Regions from separate parts of the Mus musculus genome. Here all the other regions are linked to region 1. A link is a contact called in public Hi-C data. All regions are on one chromosome and are shown on one strand. Each heading gives the region's core, a stretch centred on a gene start, on an enhancer-like site or on the middle of the called end of the contact. The rest is flanking DNA. Distances are from core to core; before and after follow the strand shown. Region 1 has its middle 97 kb from the start of Tmem74. Region 2 overlaps Gm46505 (a long non-coding RNA gene). Region 3 has its middle 4.3 kb from the start of Gm25093.

Evidence for each region. Hi-C and Micro-C count contacts between places; a contact is called where the count stands out from the background.
Region 2: a Hi-C map of the N1E-115 cell line shows a contact between it and region 1, with 4 times the contacts expected there. The contact joins two enhancer-like sites. A contact is called at or near these places in 1 of 15 datasets of contacts at CTCF or cohesin (pro-B cells) and 6 of 484 Hi-C or Micro-C datasets (the N1E-115 cell line, brain, embryonic fibroblasts and 3 more).
Region 3: a contact with region 1 is called in a Hi-C map of the N1E-115 cell line, with 6 times the contacts expected there. The contact joins two enhancer-like sites.

What each region holds. Positions count from the first base shown.
Region 1 is chr15:43,771,929-43,774,616 of GRCm38.p6, reverse strand. No RefSeq gene overlaps it. Among named protein-coding and RNA genes, the nearest start is that of Tmem74, 97 kb to the left of the region's middle. Within about 2 kb of position 1,301, at least 4 of the 459 cell types and tissues checked have an H3K27ac peak or open chromatin away from gene starts, as enhancers often do. A contact at or near this core is called in the N1E-115 cell line, where this site is marked.
Region 2 is chr15:42,978,248-42,980,935 of GRCm38.p6, reverse strand. All of the region lies in intron 1 of Gm46505 (a long non-coding RNA gene), which reads left to right. Among named protein-coding and RNA genes, the nearest start is that of Gm46505, 3.7 kb to the left of the region's middle. Within about 2 kb of position 1,390, at least 3 of the 459 cell types and tissues checked have an H3K27ac peak or open chromatin away from gene starts, as enhancers often do. A contact at or near this core is called in the N1E-115 cell line, where this site is marked.
Region 3 is chr15:44,358,465-44,361,152 of GRCm38.p6, reverse strand. No RefSeq gene overlaps it. Among named protein-coding and RNA genes, the nearest start is that of Gm25093, 4.3 kb to the left of the region's middle. Within about 2 kb of position 1,297, at least 2 of the 459 cell types and tissues checked have an H3K27ac peak or open chromatin away from gene starts, as enhancers often do. A contact at or near this core is called in the N1E-115 cell line, where this site is marked.

The sequences.
Region 1 (2,688 bases), core at 52-2,551:
CTCTCCCTCTCTTGCAGCTGTTACTGGAGAATCAGATCTAACTCTCAGTTACTTGTTCATCACCATGCCTATCTGCCAGTACCATGTTCCCTGACATGATGATAATAGGCTAATTCTCTGAAGGTATAACCAAGTGCCCAGTTAAATGTTCTCTTGCATAAGTTGCCCCAGTCATGACATCCTTTCATAGCAATAGACTAAATGAGTCTATGTAAACATAAGTAACTTAAACATGTCCTTCATTTTCCTAAAAATTTATACACAGATTTTAATGGACCATAAAAATAAGTAACATTTCTGGAAAGAGAGGAAATGATATATTAATGTCTTAATTTTGTTAATGGAGTCACCTATACACTTCAATCAGCATCATTAGTGTTAGCATCCTCATCTTCCATAGTGAAGAAGGTATATGGTACAAAGCACCACTGACTCCCTTGCCATCAAAAATCGGATTTCACTCATAATAGTTATGCAACACCCAAATAGGTTCTCAGGACACCAGAGAAAGTAAAGTTTAGGCAGTGTTCACACATGAAGTCTAGACTCTATTAATAACTAAAACAGACTGTGTGTGCTGAGTTACTGAAAAGGAAACCATGGCACACAAGGGCAGTCCATAGAATAGTTGAGTTTTCCCAAAGAAGAGAAGAGGATATTCATACTCTCCCTAAAGCCTACAGGGAGGGTTGACTGAAGTCAAGAATGGAGAGAAGGGAATGTCCAGTGAACACAGTCTCCAAACAAATTCACTTTCTACACCGACATGTTAGGGAAAGGGTGAGCACTGCTATGAAGCTCAAACTCAGGACAACACCTCATTATGCTAATGAGAACTTATTAAAGGTATCAAATGCTTTGTAAGATACGTTCACAATGAAACACAAAATCATTCCCTTCACTTAGAAAATAGATCATATACAATTGCTTTTTAAAAATCAAATTCAGTAATTTTTTCAGGAAAACCATTTTGGAGACTATGTAAAGAATAAATTTCATATCATTGTCCTTTTATATCCCTCCCCATTACCCATTAATCTTAGATCTTAGATTTTATGTTGAGTGTTACATCTTTCTTATTGCATATTTTCAATAAGCTGAAAATGAAATCAGGGCTGCTCTGATTTATCTGGAGTTCTGATGTTAATTGTAACTCTCTTCTGCTTGGATTTGCTTCCGTAAAAGCCATTTATAGTTTATTGCTTCAGCAATCTTTGTCCCAGGAAGAATTAATTTCTCTGAAAGGTTATGGTTTGTAAGATCCAAAGTGATTGCTGCCTTGCCTATTTTAGGGTAATCAAATTCATATTCATATATATGATATATAAATATCATAAGTTATGGGCTTTACAAATTTGGTCAGTCACTGAAGGTTACTGTGGTATGTGAAATTATTTTAATTTTCCAATATTGCCAAGGACATTAAGAACATTTTGTGAAATAATTCAAATTATTGTTAACCCAGACTGAACCTAAATTAATGTTCTGCTTCACAATTTAATGAATGCATACATAATGTCACATGGCAATGAATCTGTGCAATTTAAACCACCCCATAATCAGTTTTGCTAAAAACAGAATCCAAGAGAAAAACACCATATATTTCATCAGCTCCTTGGATTCTTACTCGCTCATAGCACCCTCTAGGGGTTAAATTAACTTACTGCACCACAGACCCAACAGCTCTGATCACAATGTGTCAGTTCTCTGTCCTAGGCCACTGTACTTTCACCTTTGTTAGCGTAGACTTAGCACTATGAGATAGGTAGATCTAGTTTTAGATAAGAATACCTACGAGCACAGATGACCTGATCTCATCATGTGAAAGCATAGTAACATGAGAACTTACATGGGGTCCTCCACAATTCAAATGTCATAACCCATTCTAATCAAGGCCTTGGCCATGGCAGTGGTATGAAGGTGAATAGTGATTCACATGCAGATAAACCAAGAACATAATCATCAGGAGTAGACAAGGCATAGATATTGCACAGAAAAACACAACGCAATGGAAGCAAATGTTTGGGGGAGGAATATAAACTCCCATCACCTCTACCACCCCCAACCCACACCACCACCACCACCACCACCATCACCACCACCACAATCACCACCATATCACCATCATCATCATCCTCAACATCATCCATCCTATGTCCCAGGTACCTCAAGATCCTGTAGATGTTATAGACAGAAATACAAAAGTATATTGCATATATGATCTTGAAACAAGGAGACTGCAATTATTCATATAACAAAGGTATATTGTAATGCTGTGGTAGTGTGAATATGCTTGGCCTATAGGAAGCAGCACTATTAGGAGGTGTGGCCTTGTTGGAGGAGGGGTCACTGTGTAGGCAGGCTTTGAGGGCCTATGCTCAAGCTTTGTCAATTCAGACAGAGCCTTCTCCTGGCTGCCTGAAAAAGACAGACTCATGCTCCTGCCTGTGGATTCAGATATAGATCTCTCAGCTACTACTCCTGTACCATGTCTGCCTACATCCTGCCATTCTTACCTCCTTGGTGCTACTGGACTGAATGTCTGAAACTAAGCCAACTCCAATTAAATGTTTGCCTTATAAAAGGTGCTTTGGTCATGGTGTCTCTTCACAGCAAAGTAAGACAAATGCCAAAGCAATGCTAGGCCTGAGTGTCAAAATTAATCTTGGGCCTGATTGTAGCTTCTGA
Region 2 (2,688 bases), core at 141-2,640, 790 kb after region 1:
TGTCACCACAAAATAAAGATGTTCATTGCACAACAAGATAGCATGAGAAGGAACGCATTCACATGTCTTTTAATAAAATACAGTATTAGTTATATTTAATCATTATTGCTGTTTTTAAAACGAAATCCCAAACATTTGGTTTTACCAAATGAAGACTCAGGATGCTTTGATGAAAGCCTGTTAGTCCAGAGAGGCAGAGAAAAAAACGAGCTAACCTTCTTCAACCCAGAAGGGGAAAATACCCAAACCAAACCAAACCGAACCAAACCAAACCAAACCAAACCAAACCAAACCAAACCAAACCAAACCAAACCACCACCACCACCACCACCACCACCACCACCAACAACAACAACAACAGTTCTTTTCCATACTCCCTTTAAAACCCTCCAAGCCAAATGTCCCTCCTTTCTACTTCCTGTGCATCTCATTATCTGTTCTCCTGATTTCCTCTCACATTTTGTGCTTCCTTTCCCCATCCCTATGTCAACTGATTATTTGCTCTGCCTCTTGACGTATGGTTGACTTTATTCAATCTTCTTTACAATAAGCTCTTTGATTAAAGGTGTGTTCTAGGGCTGAGCCACACCACACCTAGAGATTTTTCCAGTGTACAATCTGGAGGTTCACAGTATGATCAGATATCCTGCTACATTGTTCTCTTCTTCTCTAGCCCCTTATAGCTCTCATCTTCCTTCCTCTCTATGCAGGCCTTTCCCAACTTGTAACAAATTGCTTGTTTCAGGAACTAGAGTTGCCAAAATTAAAGCTAACAACTAGACTTTCAAGCCATGAACATTATTTCATACTGTTTTTTTGTAGCTCTTAGAGCTGGACACATAGCAAACTGAACAATCTGTTGCTGAGTTTAACTGGTGAAATTGTTAGAACAATTGTATAGTTGAGAACTTTCAATAGGCATGTCTTCATGGTAAGCATGTAATGTACACGATCAAATTACACATTTAAAACAACCATATGAAATATTAATGTACCTATTTTAAAAATAGAATTAAAATTCAAAAACATTAATACTGCACTCTTGGGAAGGTATGTCACAATTCAGATCCTGATCTGACTTACAACTAGGATTGCTTTCCCTACCATGCCACATTGTCCCCTAATTACATTCATGCCTATGATAACCTAATTACCCAGCATTGCACATAACCACAGATGTCTACGTTTACCTTAATAGACATGAATAATTTGTATCCTATTTATTGAATTATCTGAAGTTCCAAGCTGAACATTTTGCTTACATTCTAATCACAGTTGCAAAGTATTGTCATAGCGGATGGACATGTTCTCAGCATCAATGTCACTGTGAAACAATGAAAGAAAGAAAACCCTGCTAGGACAGAATTAGAGTAATCATTGAAATCATTAGAAGCATTAGCAGTTTATTCTGAGCCACATCAAGGAGAGTCACAGCCTGCAAGCTGAGCAGACGGAGCTGTATCCGCTATAATCATATTAGGGATGGTGAGGAATTGCACATTTATTGCATTATGCTTTGAGATCATGTACAACATTTAAGCAAGGGAAGGTCTGTTTTTTTTTGAATGATATTAGTTTCAAGCTAAATTCAATTTTTGAAAAGCAAACAATGCACAGTGTATTTAAACCCCAGTTAAAATGAAATCTTCACTTTGTACCTAACAATATATTTTTATTGGAAATTCAAAAATCTAAACCCCCACTACTCCAGCCTAAAAACTGATCTCGATTCAGTGGTGACTCTGATGCTCAGCTCTTTAATTTGGACTTTGCTGACAGCTGATTTCAATTTTTGTCTGTTTATGGAAGAAAATTAAAAGAACACACTCTCTATGATCCAGTGGTTCTTTGTGGTGGAGTGAGTCCTGTTCAGCCCTAAATGAAAACCCAGACACTTGTCACTAGAACTAATCCTTATGTAAACATGATTGCATTATAGGCAGAGCCCAGAGAGGCTGCAAGACACAAATGGAAGTATGCCACTTTCCTGGGCACTTTAGGGTCAATGTCTTTGTTATTGCAATTTCTACATAATGAGTTTGCAATAATCCACAAGGGACCCAGGAGCTTCTACTGATTGGCTTTGGGTATATGCCTATGGAAGAGTCAGAATTTTTAGTGTGTGTAAGAACATCTTCTGGGATGTCAAATACTTTGACAAAATATATGATTAAGCTGCATGGCAGGAGACTTGATTTTAAGTAAAAATAAACCAACAGGATAGCAATGCTATTTTTAGACTTTCAGAACAAATTAATGAACTAGGAGTGGTGTGCCTACAGGAAATCCAAGCACTAGAGAATCTGAGGCAAGAAGATCGTGAGCAGCATGAGCAGAGGTGGTAAAACAGAGAAGATCAGAAAAGAAGCTGGTGTGTCTGGAGCTGGTGTGAGGCAAAAGGCTTGAGTACTGAGATGACAGTGGTAGATGCTGGTCAGGTGTGAAGCTGCAAAAGGACGTAGCACCCCTTTTGTGCAAGGAGGGGATATAAGGTCAGTGTGACTTCTCTGTGGATTGGAAGAAACAAGGCAAGGCAGTGAGACAGGAAAAGATGCTGTTTGAGTTGTCTCAGTGGGCGCCAAGAATGATGTAGGGTAGGATATCAATGGAGAGAGTAAAATAAGCCGAGTTGATTTGTATATGAGGCAAAAGTAAAGAGTCTCTATATGCCAGTTTTAGTCTTCGCGA
Region 3 (2,688 bases), core at 48-2,547, 590 kb before region 1:
TCCAGTAGCTCGGCTGCAATTTCTGTTTTACCTGATTTTAAGTGGTCAAGCAAAGCTCATAGAAGAATTCTGAGCCTAGCTTGTGTCCACAATAAGCAGCAACAAAAACTCTAAAGCTAACACACACAAACACACACATACATAAATCCAACTCTCACTTGACTCCAAGTAAGATAACTGTAACCATCAAGTATATGGCACGTTATTATAAATACTAGTACATGAACACCTGCTTTTTAAGCACTCAAGAAGGAAAGTTTTTCACATTATTAAACCATGGATACACTTGCAGGATTTAGTGATGTTAACAGGTTTCCAACAGCAAACCCAGAAAAGCTCCCCTAGCAATCCACTGTTCGCAAGGTGGCCTCTGCTTCACAGCACAGCGCATCAATGCTCTTCTCCACTTAGCATCCTGTGTAATGTAGACATCTCCGGAGCCCTGCTACTTATCTTCTGGTTCTGTATTTTGCTTGCAGCAACTTATCACATAAATTCATCTTTGCTAATGTGTTAGATCACCCAGGTAACAGAGCTCATGGTTGATTACCTAGGATAAATCTCTCCTGTATCCAAACTGTCTCTCTCTGGGCCAAATTACTTTCCTCTAAAATGCCAGTGTATTTTTCATTAAAATGTTTGCAAATCCTTCAGGTTATTGAGTTTATAGCAGCCCCATTAAGCAGAACAATAATGATTTATGTAAGAAGATAGAGCAAAATTGTTTTGTTTAATAGAAAGGTTCATGGCCTGCAGCCAGGCTCTCGGTGTAACTGTGCATTGTGCCATTATCTTTTTTGACTTAGACTATTTGCCTATTTATTTTTTAGAAGGATGTTAGCCGTCCCTAAAATTCTTCTTTGGGATTTAGAACCCAAAAGGCCAGCTATGATCTTATAAAGCTTTTCTAAGAAAGCTTTTAGAGACTTTGGGTCAAAATAGACCTGGATGAAGTTTTCTGATGTCAAATTTGTTTTAAATCCTCAACCGATTATGTTTCCTGGTCAGTCCCTGAATGATACAGCACTTAGCAGAGTAATGTACCTATGTGTACATTTCTTACAAGATTGCTAAAACTCATACTTAGGATGATACATTATAATGTCTAGAACAAATATTAAAAAGCAATTATACAGACTGGTTAGGGAAGCTGGCAGGGTAACCAGATTGTCACTTCCCCTTCCAACCCTCCAAGTCCCAGTCTCAGCCCTTGCTCTGTAGCAGAACACCGTGGCAGTCTTATCCCACTCGATCTCTAGCGAACCCACAGATATTTTCCTGTAGCCTCCCAGACCCATGTTGTTGCTTCATCCTAGTCCTCAACACCAGCAGGCCCCTCCTGGGAACCCACAGGCCACTCTGGCAGGTACCCTAATTGCAGGCCTTTACTTCTCCTTCTCTTCCTCCAAATCAAATCCCTTAGTCTCTGTTGGGAGCCGCCCCCACATTCGCCGTCACAAGATGGCGCTGACAGCTGTGTTCTAAGTGGTAAACAAATAATCTGCGCATGTGCCAAGGGTATTTTTCCACTACATGTACTCTGCCTTTCCCATGACGTCAACTCGGCCATGGGCTGCAGCCAATCAGGGAGTGATGCGTCCTAGGCGGAGGATAATTCTCCTTAAAGGGGACGGGGTTTCCGCCATTCTCTCTCTTGCTTGCGCTCTTGCGCTTTTGCTCTCTGGCTCTGGTTCTTGCTCACTTGCTCCTAAAGATGTAAACAATAGAGCTCTTGCTCTGCGCTCTGGCGCTCTGGCGCGCTGGCGCTCTGGCTCCTAAAGATGTAAGCGGGGGGCCTTTCGTTTTTGGGGCTTGGGGCTTGCGCTCCTGCTCCTGAAGATGTAAGCAATAAAGTTTTGCCGCAGAAGATTCTGGTTTGTTGTGTTCTTCCTGGCCGGTCGTGAGAACGCGTTTAAGAGTTCTCGTCCCAGCTCTGTAGCAGAACACCTGCTGCAGCCTCCTATGCCTCCCCTGATCCCATCTCCAATGGATCCTATACATATTCCCCTACTAATATTATCCAGTAGACAGTCTCTGTAAACTTACAGGCCACTCAAGTCTGGGATACAGATAGGCTAACACCAGATATTCACCTCTTCCTCCATTCCTTTAATCCCAATCCCCAGGCTCATCCCTCACTCTGCAGCAGATAACTCAGAAACTCATGGAGCCTCCAGTACCCCCTGTCTACATCTCAAGCATATCACACATGTTACCTCCTAATCTCTGCCACATTCCAACTGCAACTGGTACTTTCTGGTCCACACAGACCATTGCAACCATGGAAACAAGTAGGCTAACTGCAGACCATCACCACTTCTGCCCCTCCAAATCCAGTCCCCTGGTCATTCCTAGAATATCTGCTGCAGCCTCTCTTCAATTCGCATCAATAGACCACGTAGATCCTACTGTCCTAACCTCCCTCTCTCTACTTACTGTATTATCCCAGGCCAAAACTCTAGCAGGCACTCCATGAGAACCACGGGCCACTAAGCAGGGAAGCAGGCGGGCTAATTGCAGATCTTCACCCCTCCCTCTCCTCCTACAGATAAATTCCCCATGTCTCATCCCTAGCTCTGCAACAGAACACAAGCCTCCTTTTCCCTCCTGCACCCATCTCCAGTGGATCACATAGCTCTCCCCGTCCAAACATCCTTCCCTCTACCCATTGCTTTGCCCCGGCCCCTA